Linked DNA regions of Mus musculus: all the other regions are linked to region 1. The links are chromatin contacts, called in public Micro-C and promoter capture Hi-C maps. All regions are on one chromosome and are shown on one strand. Each heading gives the region's core, a stretch centred on a gene start, on an enhancer-like site or on the middle of the called end of the contact. The rest is flanking DNA. Distances are from core to core; before and after follow the strand shown. Region 1 holds the start of Hoxb8 (homeobox B8). Region 2 holds the start of B4galnt2 (beta-1,4-N-acetyl-galactosaminyl transferase 2). Region 3 overlaps Skap1 (src family associated phosphoprotein 1). Region 4 overlaps Skap1 (src family associated phosphoprotein 1).

Evidence for each region. Promoter capture Hi-C pulls out the DNA fragments that hold promoters and counts their contacts. Hi-C and Micro-C count contacts between places; a contact is called where the count stands out from the background.
Region 2: a contact with region 1 is called in a promoter capture Hi-C map of embryonic stem cells. The contact joins the promoter of B4galnt2 here to the promoter of Hoxb8 in region 1. A contact is called at or near these places in 8 of 39 promoter capture datasets (the 3T3-L1 cell line, cranial neural crest, embryonic stem cells and 5 more), 1 of 115 datasets of contacts at active chromatin or transcription factors (embryonic hindbrain) and 1 of 9 other capture datasets (pancreatic islet).
Region 3: a promoter capture Hi-C map of trophoblast stem cells shows a contact between it and region 1, with 4 times the contacts expected there. The contact joins the enhancer-like site here to the promoter of Hoxb8 in region 1. A contact is called at or near these places in 25 of 39 promoter capture datasets (the 3T3-L1 cell line, 3T3-L1-derived adipocytes, the C10 cell line and 15 more), 2 of 484 Hi-C or Micro-C datasets (embryonic fibroblasts and female germline stem cell-derived STRA8 germ cells), 15 of 115 datasets of contacts at active chromatin or transcription factors (T-cell acute lymphoblastic leukemia, bone marrow-derived macrophages, craniofacial prominence and 12 more) and 4 of 9 other capture datasets (adipose tissue, embryonic trunk, liver and 1 more).
Region 4: a contact with region 1 is called in a Micro-C map of embryonic stem cells, with 3 times the contacts expected there. The contact joins the enhancer-like site here to the promoter of Hoxb8 in region 1. A contact is called at or near these places in 22 of 39 promoter capture datasets (the 3T3-L1 cell line, 3T3-L1-derived adipocytes, the C10 cell line and 14 more), 1 of 15 datasets of contacts at CTCF or cohesin (embryonic stem cells), 13 of 484 Hi-C or Micro-C datasets (B cells, the G1E-ER4 cell line, LSK cells and 6 more), 17 of 115 datasets of contacts at active chromatin or transcription factors (astrocytes, bone marrow-derived macrophages, craniofacial prominence and 11 more) and 4 of 9 other capture datasets (adipose tissue, liver, macrophages and 1 more).

What each region holds. Positions count from the first base shown.
Region 1 is chr11:96,280,195-96,283,251 of GRCm38.p6, reverse strand. It overlaps Hoxb8 (homeobox B8), which reads right to left and starts at 1,347. Exons shown (of 2, transcript NM_010461.2): 1 at 1-1,347. The coding sequence starts at 289.
Region 2 is chr11:95,913,616-95,916,332 of GRCm38.p6, reverse strand. It overlaps B4galnt2 (beta-1,4-N-acetyl-galactosaminyl transferase 2), which reads left to right and starts at 1,462. Exons shown (of 11, transcript NM_008081.3): 1 at 1,462-1,513. The coding sequence starts at 1,503.
Region 3 is chr11:96,641,200-96,644,018 of GRCm38.p6, reverse strand. All of the region lies in intron 4 of Skap1 (src family associated phosphoprotein 1), which reads right to left. Among named protein-coding and RNA genes, the nearest start is that of Gm38960, 100 kb to the right of the region's middle. Within about 2 kb of position 1,373, at least 46 of the 459 cell types and tissues checked have an H3K27ac peak or open chromatin away from gene starts, as enhancers often do. A contact at or near this core is called in T-cell acute lymphoblastic leukemia, embryonic limb bud, hematopoietic stem and progenitor cells and 3 more, where this site is marked.
Region 4 is chr11:96,691,886-96,694,982 of GRCm38.p6, reverse strand. All of the region lies in intron 4 of Skap1 (src family associated phosphoprotein 1), which reads right to left. Among named protein-coding and RNA genes, the nearest start is that of Snx11, 84 kb to the left of the region's middle. Within about 2 kb of position 1,437, at least 5 of the 459 cell types and tissues checked have an H3K27ac peak or open chromatin away from gene starts, as enhancers often do. A contact at or near this core is called in embryonic stem cells, where this site is marked.

The DNA of each region.
Region 1 (3,057 bases), core at 98-2,597:
ACAGGCTCTGGCGCTGCAGAGGGTCGTAGCCGTAGAAGTTGCCGGGGTCGCCGTGGCACGCCACGGCGCACGGGTTCTGCTGGTAGGGAGCTGTGGACAGCGACGATGGCCCGTGGTAGAACTCCTGGATTTGCGAAGGGTGCTGGAAGCTGCCGCCGCTGCTGGGACCGTACACCACGGTGGGTCGGCCGCCCAGGTCCTGGGCGAAGCCGCAGTCATAATAATTGGGGCGCAGGGACTCCCCGGTTTTGTATTTGGAGAACAGTGAGTTGACGAAATAAGAGCTCATTTTATTGAATTTTGAGGCGGCGGCGGCGGCGGCGCAGGCTGTAGTTGGGGGCTGTTGGGGAGGGGGTGGGGAGGGGGAAAAGGGAGGGAGAGAGAGAGAAAAAAAAACGCGGATTCGCCGGCTCCTAGTCACCCTCGCCAGGAAAGGAGAGGAAAAGGGAGGAGGGGAAAAAAAAGAAGGAAGGAAGGAAAAGAAAGAAAAGACGAAGAAGATCTCAAAGCCGCCACACTTTTTGTGATTTCCAGGAATAGAAGAGCGAAGCCTGCAAAAGTCTAAGCCTGCATGGCAGCCGCGGCTCGCTCGCCCTCCCCCCACCCCCCACCCCCCAAACAAAAATATACCGCCACTTAAAGAGGTCCTCGCTTTACATTTCGAAGAAGGGATGCCAGTTCATAAACAGTTTTCGGTGATTTACTTCCCTCCAAATGAGTTGTTTCATATTTTGCCCCGTCTTTTCACCATCATTTGCATCCATTAGAGACCCCGCATCCTATTGGCTTCTGGGTACTCCTCCCGGACAGAACGCAGAGCGAGGGTGAGAGCGAGAGAGAGCGAGTGCGAGAGAGAGCTAGAGCGAGAGAGCGCCAGGGAGTGAGGAGAGGGCAGAAAAAAAGGAGGGGAAGAGAAAAAAACACCCAGGGAGAAAGAGGGGGAGAGGGGGGGAGAGGGAGGGGGGAGAGAGAGAGAACGAATACGGATTAAATCTGTTTAACTACCTACATTAATGAGATATCTCTTGCCTCACAACAAATCAAATACCTTCGCAGACCACCCCCAAAGACTGATGTGGGGGAGTCACGGAAAAACACCATACACACACATCCACAACGCTGAGCCTGGCGTAGGCACGCTGTTAATTTCGCGATTTTAACGAGGCAATTGGAGTCTTTCTAAATGTCAGGGTCGCTTCGGAAAAATGTAAAAGAACACGGTTTAATTGCACCGAGTTTTAAAAGGTCCTATAAATGTAATTGGTATTTTAATACAAGTTATCAAATCATACAGCTTCCTCTCCTAAACATATTTTCAAACAAACGAGGTAGTCATATTTAAAGCTTTAATGATCAATTTCCTTATTATTGATAAAGGTTTAACTATCGTGTGGAGGGAATTGGCTGGGTAACCAGCCCCCAAAAAAACGGCTGTAAACTCTTTAACAAACTATAAAACGCAATAAAGCCGGAGTCTGTTGTTGTTTATGCTGCAGCGCATAAAAGCTGTTAGCATTTTACGAGTTCTTTCCTCTACAGCTATAAAACTGCAGCTTCGATCGCCCCCGCCGCCCGACTGAAGCACGGTGGGGGTGACTTAGCTGAAATGAGACCGATTATGGGTTGCTGTGGATTTTTTTTTCCCTTTCGGCACAAACGGTGACTTTCCCCGAGATTTTCTCCCTTGCAGACACACCTGACCCCACTGGCTCTTATGAGACCCCAAACCACCCCGAGATCTGTCCTCACCTAGGTCACGCACATAACTTTCCCTCATTAAGCAAACACGCGAGATTTTCTGTGGAAAGGGAGTCTGAGAGGGCCTGAGAGAGGAAGAAGAAACTTTCTGGTTAATGGGCAGTGCTAAGGTGGAACAAAGTTCTGCAGGCGGCTGCCAATTCTGCCATTTACAGGAGCTTTACCTGCTGGTGGTTGGGGGGAGCTGCAAGAGAAAGGGGGGGGTCTTCTGGAGGTGCTTTGGCCACTTTAGAGGGAAAGGTCCAGTGATATCAAAGGATGATATCTCGTGTGGCTGTAAACCTGTGCCCCGGGCCTTGGCATTCAGAAACCAAGCCCCACTGACACCCAGCTTTCTGGGGCCAACCACCCATTCCTTCTACACACAAGCCTTCCAGGTATAGATAGTGACCTCTTCATCCACACAGCAAAAGAGGTAAGGGTAGTGGAGACTAAGGCTGGGTACCAAGGCCTTGGTTACTGCTGTCTTATGCTCTCCCGTGCCCAACACAAAGGTGTGGGTTTAAAAGGCACCTGTTATTGGTATATGTCCCCATAGCCATTTGACCACCTGCACTAACCTTGGAGTGGAAAAAAACAAGGCCACCAAGGTCTCCATTTCCCCTCTTCTCTTGTTGGGGTGCCTTTAGTTGGACCTCCAGCACCTGAAGATCTGAGGCCTCAAATCCAGAAATGACTGGCTGCCCCACTCCAAGCCCAGGCCCTCCTCTGTGTACCTGGCACATGGCTGGTGGGGGGGGTCAAACCTTAGGGTGGCAGGCAGAACCAATGGTCTCCTGAGGGAACTGACTGGAAAGACAGAGAGAAGGAGAAAGAAACGTCCTAGAACAAAGGCAGAGTCAATTTTACAAATAAATTAAATCTACTGCCCGTTCTCTAAGGTGCTTCTTTTTTTTTTTTTTTTTTTTTTTTTTTTTTTTTTTTGAGGGGTTCCATGAGCCAGAATCTTTGTAAAAATGAAACCACGTTTCCAAAGAAGCTGCACTAAGGGTTTCACTCGGCCTTCTGAAGTACAGTGTATATAGAAAGGAGAGAGAAAAGGAGGGGGCCAGAGAGAGGGAAACTGAAGCAAGCTGTGGGGTTTTGTTTTTCCACACGGATGAGAGGTCGGTGAGGCAAGCTAAAGCAGTGTCAAGTTGTTGCTGAAGTGAACATTTTTATCAAGTGCGGGGGATTTTATGGTCATGATTTGAGGACTCACTGGTGGGATAGAAATTCAATGGCTTGTTCTAAATCATCCCTACACCGTGCCAGAAATTTCTGATGGAAGGAAAATGTTTCTATTATAAGAAAGAAAAA
Region 2 (2,717 bases), core at 213-2,712, 370 kb after region 1:
AAGAAAAGAAAAGAGGGAGATCAGACTTATGATGGAGTTGGAAAAAATGGCTTTATTCTTTCTTTTGAGTTTCTTGTATATTCTATGGCAATCCTGTCAGGTGTACAGCGGGCAAAGATCCTCCCTCCCCCACGCTGCATTCTACGAGTTATATATTCATCTAACTGGTGTGTAACTAAGGGTGACCCTGGATTCTGATCCTCCTGCCTCAGTGACTATATCTTTCTTACCCGGTTGGATATTTAGGATTACTTTGTTTTTAGCCGTACTTCCTTTCTGGGACACGGCAAGGTATACTATGTGTAAGCAGACGATTGCACACCGTCCTCTGCATACCTGAAACTAGCCGCATGCACGCAGTTTGGCAGGATCAGAACAACAGTAGGATCCCATTCTCGTCTCAACGGAGAAGAGCCCCCCCCCCCCGAAAACCACCCCCAACACCTTTCGAAAAGGGTTTCACAAACACAAATGCGGAACGATTTCGAGTGAAATTCGCTTTTTTCCTACGTCCAAGCAAAAAGGCATTATGTGGTCCGATAGGTCATTGTAAGAGAGATTGGGCTACGGATGCGGCTTTGTTTTCCTGTCACGACAATTTGCGGTAGAGTGTTAGGGGAAAGGTAAGGACAAAGGCTGAATTTGAGGGAACTGAAATTTGAGCTGTAGAAGGGCCCGAGATGATAGGGAGAGCTAGGAGTGGACTACGAAACTGTGTTTCTTTCTAGGGTGGACAGAAAAGCTTGATGACCCGGGGAGGCTGAGAAAGAGAATTAATTTGGAAAGAAGCGCAGGGGCCGGGTTGCGGGTTGCAGGTTGCAGCGAGCGCCCAGGTTATCCAGGCCGTGCTAGGACACGCCTTGAAGCCCGGAGGACCGCTCTGGAGCGAGAGCAGATAGAGCGGAAAGCCATTTGCCCGGATGAGGAAAGCGGTGGCACGGGATCGTACTTTCTCCAGCTTCACCTAGTTCATCCTGAAGTTTGGGTAAAACCCTGAATCCTCTCTATCTCCCTCTAAAAGACCTGCCCACCAAAGAAATGGGGGTGAGCAGAGATGGCTTGCATTTTTAGCCCCGAACCCAAAGGACATAAAATACACCAAAGTGGGTTGAGACGCTGCTTACTGTCTGATTATCCCCAACTTGCCTAGATTTCTTCACCTGAAAATCAAGCCACAGAACTGTCGTCGGGGCTGTTATAGTTTATACAAGTAAATAAAGCGTTAGAACCTGACTGTAACTCTTCTAGTAGGAAAAGCCTGGGCGTTGGTCACCGGAGGGATCATGTACCGGGACATAGGCTCCTGGCGCCGCACAGCCACAGTGGACCAACTTAAATAGTGTCAAAACCGTTGGAACACATCCTGGACGCGAGGCAAGGTCCAGCGCCTGGGCGGGGGTTGTGCGAGGTAGGCGGGCGCGGTCCCTGGGACTCGCAGCTCATTCCTGCTCGCGTCCAGACCTGCGGTAGGCAGTCTGCAGAAGTGGCTGGAGCGAGCTGCGATGACTTCCAGGTAGTGAGTGTCCCTGGGCCGGAGGAACGTGGGCACGCGGAGTTGGGGAGGAACAGGTGTAACGGCGGCAGCCAGCAGTGCTCAGACAGCAGGCAGCCGGCTGGTGGAGCCCGGGGAGTCTTCGCGTGGGTGACAAGGATCTCCCGGCACAGTGCGTGCCTTCCTGGCTAGACATCCCGCTCCTCTCTCCCGTCTCAGACGCTGCGCCGGCTCAAACCCGGAACCGGTTTTCCCATGGGAAAATCCGACTTGGAGGTTGATCTCCAGGGGGTGGGGGGCAAGTCCGAGCGTGGGGTCGTGTCTTGGGGGTGCCGGGTGCGCTGAACGGGGATCAGGCGCCTACCTGACTGAGTCTGGTACCCAGCTGTAGGATGTGGGTTTAGGCAAGTGTAAGAGCCTGGATCCCTGAGTCCTTTCCAGAGAGTTTTATAGCAGCCCTCACAGAGCCAATGGGTTTCAGAAGGTTGCATCAGGAGTAAGAGGCTCAGCTGTACCTCAATGCACCGCACAACACCGTGGAACGCTGAAGAGGCTGAACTTAGGCGTGTTCGATTAAGTTTTACAAAACACTCAGAAGGATCAGAAACGAGTTGTGTGAGTTAGAAATCATTTTGGTGTGTTACACACACCTCCTCAAAGTTTCTCTCTCTCTCTCTCTCTCTCTCTCTCTCTCTCTCTCTCTCTCTCTCTCTCTCTTTCTCTCTCTTTTTTCAAAAGCAAATGCAGTTAAAGGGAGGGGCATGTAGCTCTGATGGTGAAGTGCTTGCCTGACACTCAGAGGCCAGTCACTACTACTAAACTACCTGGAAGGCAGAGGGCCACAATTCTGAGGCCAGATGGACATCCGATCTGATCTCAAAACTTTCAAAGGGGCTGAGGAAGTTCCTCAGTGGTATACGGTTTGCAGACTCTGCACCAGGACCAGGTTTGGGGGGGGGGGGGTTGTTTGTTTGTTTTTAAAGCACACATTTGTTCCACAAAGGATTTAGGGAGAGAGTGGAGGAAGGCAGATATTGGGAGTCTGCTGTGCATTGCTAAGGAAGGGCTTCAGGAATCCCAGAGTCCTTCAATATTCTTTCTAGCTTCCTGCTTCCTGCATGTGGGAGGAGATAGGAGCTGGGACTTCTGTTTCATAGACTCAGTCAACTTGAATGATGCTAATGAACACAAGGCTGGCACATTTTGGGCCAGACTTTGTTTTTCC
Region 3 (2,819 bases), core at 124-2,623, 360 kb before region 1:
TTAAAAATATTACTGTGGAGTTCGCTGGAGGTGCCCAGGCCACCTTGTTCTCTCACCTTCCAACCTCTCCCTGCTCCCAGTGAAAATGAAGATAGGATCTTAGAGCTTACTCTGTACACACAGAAGTCCACCTGCCTCTGATTCTCTAGTGCTGAGATTAAAGTCGTGCGCCACCACTGCCTGGCTGAAGATAGGATCTAAAGGACACACGTAAGCTCAGTAGGGGGTGATTTAACTTCAAACAAAAAGTTTCCCCTTCTATTCTGTAAATCAGACAAACTCATGAATCTCTCTCTCTCTCTCTCTCTCGTGTGTGTGTGTGTGTGTGTGTGAGAGAGAGAGAGAGAGAGAGAGAGAATGAAATTTAGCAAACACCATGTTTTAGACATGGGATCTTTAAAAGGAAAGAAATCCTGGTTTTGCAACAGGGGAAAGAAATCACATTGAACTGATTCATCGATACCCACTCAAATAATGCCACTGGAGCTAAAGACTTTGATTTACACGTACTGTGTTGATTATTTGAGCAATTTAATATAAAATTTCATCTGTACTAATGGGCCTAGGGGAAGCACAAATAAAACCAAAGAAAGATAGTCATTCTGCAGTAAACTGGAAGTCTGATTAATATACAGAAAACACAGGTTTCAGCGGCGAGTGAGCAGTTGAGTAATAAGACAACTCCTACATTTTGGGCACTTCCACAAATGAATTGCCATCTCTAGACACTCCTAACCTGGATGGCTATAAGGAAGGGGTTAATCTTGCTTATATTACGTTTATAAGAGTTTTGATCTGAGCAGATACTGCCTCTGTTGGCTTCAAGGGTTTCTTTCTGTAGAAGAAAAAAGTTGAGAGGCAGGAAAGTATGAAAGGTAAATGAAAGTTAAGAAGCAAGGAATTAACTATATGAAAGTTATTCTTTCTCCCCACCGGCCAAGAAGTCAAGCCAGCGTCACTCTAGTTAAAACAGGGTTTGGTAATGCTTAGCCTAACCGCCCCACAGCGGCCAGCATTAATATGGCCGTGCTCTCATGGTAGTTAGCAGTCAAAGAGGCAGCAGGATGCGGGTGGCTTTCCTGGATCCACACAGTCAGCTCCAAGGAAGCCTTTCTCCAGCTTGAGTCACAAACCATCAAAACTGCCCCATCCCCACATTCCAGAAACAAAGTCTTTCCTTCCTCATCACCCCCTAAACAAAGGGGACAACAGCGCGTGTTGGGTGGGAACATCTTGAAATAAGCTATCACTGCCCAAATGGAAGGAAGTCACAAGGGGAGGCTGACGCCATAAAGGCAGGTCTATCCTATTGAAACCAGCAGATGGGGTCATAAACACTTCCTTCTCCTGCTAACAGCCACCAGTCAGCTTCATCTTTAGCTGCAGCTTCCTGTCAGGTCATAAATACCTCTCACTCAAGCCCCTGCTCACAGCTGGGCCTGGCCAGGCAAGTAGACTTCCTGTTAAAGCCAACAGAAGTGGATGGGAAGAAAGGAAGCTGGTGCGGATGGCAGTTGTATGTATTAAAGGAAGCTTGGGAACCCAAACGCTTAGCAACGGCCAGGAAGATGCACTTAGAGGAAGATGTGACCCCAGAGAACATGGGTCAGGGGGTTTGTTTAAGATTACACGTGCGCACACAGTAAAAGAGCTGAAGAGCATTGTGGGCTTGAAGAGCAGTGATTCTCAACCTGTGGGTCGTGACCCCCTTGGGAGGGGTGTCACATATTGGATATCCTGCATATCAGATGTTTACGGTGTGATTCATAACAGTAGAAAAATTACAGTTATGAAGTAGCAATGGAAATAGTTTTACAGTTGAGGGGGGGGTCACCACAACACGAGGCACTGTATTAAAGGGTCGCAGCCGCAGGAAGGCTGAGAACCGCTGGCTGCCGTAGAGCTTCCCTAGAGGCTACGAGGAGTCCCCTCATTTGTCTTTGATTCTGGATCCCTGAGCACATATAGGAAGAATGTAAGCACAGTTTTGGAATAAAGCCCTTTGTTTATGCCAGAGCTGGAGAAAGAGTGTAGCCTTCACTTTCTGAATTTGGGCACAGATGGAGGTGTGACCCTTTGACTCGGTCCTTCTTGGAGACAGTTTCATTCTTGTGGAAGCACCTGCCCGAGGGATGATTGGCAGCTCTGAGAGTCTCACAGGATACAACGAGAGAAGACAGTTCCCCAGTTGGCTACAGTAACTGTCCTTCTTGAATTTCAGAGATATTTACCATTTCCCAAAAGTAATTTAAGTGTTCATAAAGCTTATCCTACACTCTGATTTTTAAATTTTGATCCTATTTTCACATTTGTCTATTATTTATTTACTTATGGGGTAGCTGTTCTCCCCTCCCACGTGAGTTTCCAGGATCAAAAAATCAGGTTTCTGGGCAGGTGCTTTGCCCACTGGGCCACTTTGCTGGCCCTTGTTTCATCAGTTTTGAGACAGGCTCTTGTTATGTGGTCCATAGATCAGGCTAGCCCAGAACTTACTATGCAGCTTAGACTGACACATGAGGACCCTCCTGTTTCCATTTCCAAAGCAAGCGTTAGAACTACAAGCATACAGTGTCATGTCCAGCTTCTTTATTTTAATTTTCTTCAGCCCTTGTACTTGCTAGGCAGGCATTCTACCACTGAGCTAAAGACCCAGCTTTAAATTATTTTCTAAAAGCAGCACACACTTTTTATTCTTTTTTTTTTCCAAGGTTTCTCTATGTAGCCCTGGCTGTCCTGGAACCCACTCTGTAGACCAGGCTGGCCTCGAACTCAGAAATCCGCCTGCCTCTGCCTCCCGAGTGCCGGGATTAAAGGCGTGC
Region 4 (3,097 bases), core at 188-2,687, 410 kb before region 1:
GGAGCTTATGTGCGTCACGGCCTATTTAACCAGCTGTGTTCTAGCCCACTGAGAAAAGAGAATTGGAGAAATCAGCTGGTAACACACAGCACAGGGCTAATGGCGTAGGAGGCCACCTGATTCCCCTACGAAAACGGCGCAGCCCTTGTAGAACAAACCAGGTGCTTGCTAACTCCTACCACATGCAGCAGGTTTGGTCTCTTGCTAACTCAACCTGAAAAGACCAAGAGTTTTTGGAATAATGTTTTTTGCTTTCCCCCAACTTGACTTTTCTCATCGATCTTCTTCCTTTTAATTTAAGTTCAATTGCCTTGAAAAGAAACCAAATCCACTCAACCCTAAAGACCGAGAGCTACAGGGGTGGCGGTGGGGGCTTTCAGGTAAGAGGGTGCACAGCCAGCTTCTGGGGAATCTGGCTGGCTGAGGCTGGAGAAAATCTGGTATTTGAAGACTGGAAATGGTCAGGTTCCATCTTCATTCCAACTCCCTAACTGAAGGCGTCTGTCTGTCTGCTGAGCTGTGCAAAAAACATATACTTTCTTAAGAATATTAAACTAAAATTTATGCATATATATGTGTGTGTGTATGTAAATGTACACACATATACACATACACACTTGCACACACACACAGTGGCCAGGAGAGGGTACTAGACCTCCTGGAGATGGAGTTACAGGCAATTGTGAGCTGTTGGGAATTACATACAAGTCCTCTGGACGAACAGCCCGTGTTCCACTGAGCCATCTCTCCAGCCCCTGTGACCTTCTTTAGCAAGACCAGTTGTGCTTATCCTTGGTCTCTCGTTTTTCTGGGTTAACTTTCTCCCCTTATTGCCAAGTTTTGGGAACCAGCCAACAGTAGTCTGTCTGTGGTACAGGCAAGGACCGTGCATCTTCTGGTGCTGAGAGCTGACTTTCCGTGACCTTCTGTTGCTCTGTGCTACACTCACGTAATGTTTTACCTCCTGTGGTCCCATGGCTAGCCACTTGGATTCTCACCCAGTCCAGCATGCTTTTCTGCCATGGTGCTTTGCTCATCAAAGGGTTTAGATAGACACACGAGACACAAAGACAGAGAAACCACTCCACAGATAGCTTTAAATGCAATGGATGTGTTTGTGGAGAAAAGGCCCAGTGTTGACAAAAGGCAGGCGGTGAACACAGGACAGCTGTCTTAGGGTTTTCTTGCTGAGAAAAGACACCATGACCACGGCAACTCTTTATAAAGGAAAACATTTCACTGGGACTGGCTTATAGTTCAGAGGTTTAGTCCATTATCATCATGGCGGAGAAGCACGGTGTCACACAAGCAGACGTGGAGCTGGAGAAGGGACTGAGACTTTTACATCTTGATCCGGAGACAAAAGAATGAAGACTGTCGGGGTAGGCCCAGTTTGAGCGTATAGGACCGCAAAGTCCCGCCTCCACAGTGACGCACTTCCTCTAACAAGACCACACCTCCTAATAGTGCTACTCCCTATGGGGGAAGAAGCAGTCAAACATGCGAGTCTGTGGGGGCCATTCCTATTCAAACCACTACATCGTTCAAGTTCATCTCCACTGTGGAGAAAGCCAGGCAAGGCATTGGATTCAGACACAGTGGTGAAACTTCTGTGAGAACAATGGAGAACTTTCTTAAGGAGAAACACAGAAGAGATCTGTGGCCTCTGGGGACGCTCTTCTCTCACACCTTAGGACAAAGGCCTTCTGCTTCCAGCTGTGGTAACCTCGATAAACCAAGGCTGACAGCTAAGTAAATGGTAGCACCCAGCTTCGTCCAGCAGGTGCAAGTGGGTCATCTTTTTTTTTTCCTAAAGATTTTTATGTATATGTAAGTACACTGTTGCTCTCTTTGGACACACCAGAAGAGGGCATCCGATCCCATTACAGATGGTTGTGAGCCACCATGTGGTTTGGTGGGGATTGAACTCAGGAAGAGCAGTCAATGTTCTTAACCACTGTGCCACCTCTCCAGCCCACAGGTGGCTTAGTTTAAAGAATGGGTAACTTGATGCAACCCTTGCCTGTTATTCCAGGTACCCTGACACGTTCTGATTAGTTGAAGGGCATGGGTTTTGAATTATTGTAGAATAAGAACAGATTTAAAGTTTCTCTAGAACGGTGTGACTCATTTGCATTCTGATACGCTTTTTTTTAAGGAGGAGAGTCAATTAAAGGAAGCCATGAGTTATCTTAGTTATGCCGCAGTCTGTAGTCACTAAACAAATCTGTACTTTCATAATTGATGCAGTCAAAGACCTCCAAAGCTCTTTATTTCCTTGGAAACAATAATTGGATTCCCTCAGAACTGCAGTTGTTCCTTGGAAATGAGTTGAACATATGGATGTCAGTAGACATGCCTTATGGCCTAGGGTCCACACCATCTAGACCACGACTGCGCTGGTGTCTGTAATGCAGCTTCATTTTTGACTTAGAAATCCATCCTTATTTGGTGCTAGGACTTTGAAATGGGCTTGTGGGTTTGTATACTTATTTGACTTCCAGATGGTGGCGCTGTTAGGCGGGGAGATTGTGGAGCCTTTAGAAAAGGGGGTCTGGCTGGCAGATTTAGGCCTCTAGGGAGGGCCTTTGGGAGTGGTAGCCCAACTCTGTTGACTTGGTTTTCTGCTTCTTCCTCTACCGGGTTGAGCATCCCCACTGCCATGAGCTCTGCTGTGCCTTCCCCACTATGATGGGGGAGACTGTGAGCCCAAGTAGGCTTTATCCTGTGAGGAGCGGGTGCGGCCGCCGCTCCAAGATGGCGCCCCGGATGGCTGCCAGGTCTTACGACCTGCGCCTGGTGTTGTGTCTTTCCTGCTGGTTGGGGTGGATGCGACATTATCCCTCTAAGTTCTTCTGATGGTGTCCTAGTTGTAAGGAAAGTGACTTGTTAGCTATGGACTCTCATGAAGCCTCTTTAGTAATCAAACCCTGGATAAGGGACAACAGTGTAATGTAGGAGTCCATACTGCAGGCCTCCAGATGCCTTGCTGTTCTAAGAAGGAGGAGAGTTAGAAATGCCTCGTTGTCTTTTCACAAATCGTGTAGTACATTTTCACCTCATCCTGAGGCTAGGCACCATCATACACACACATCAC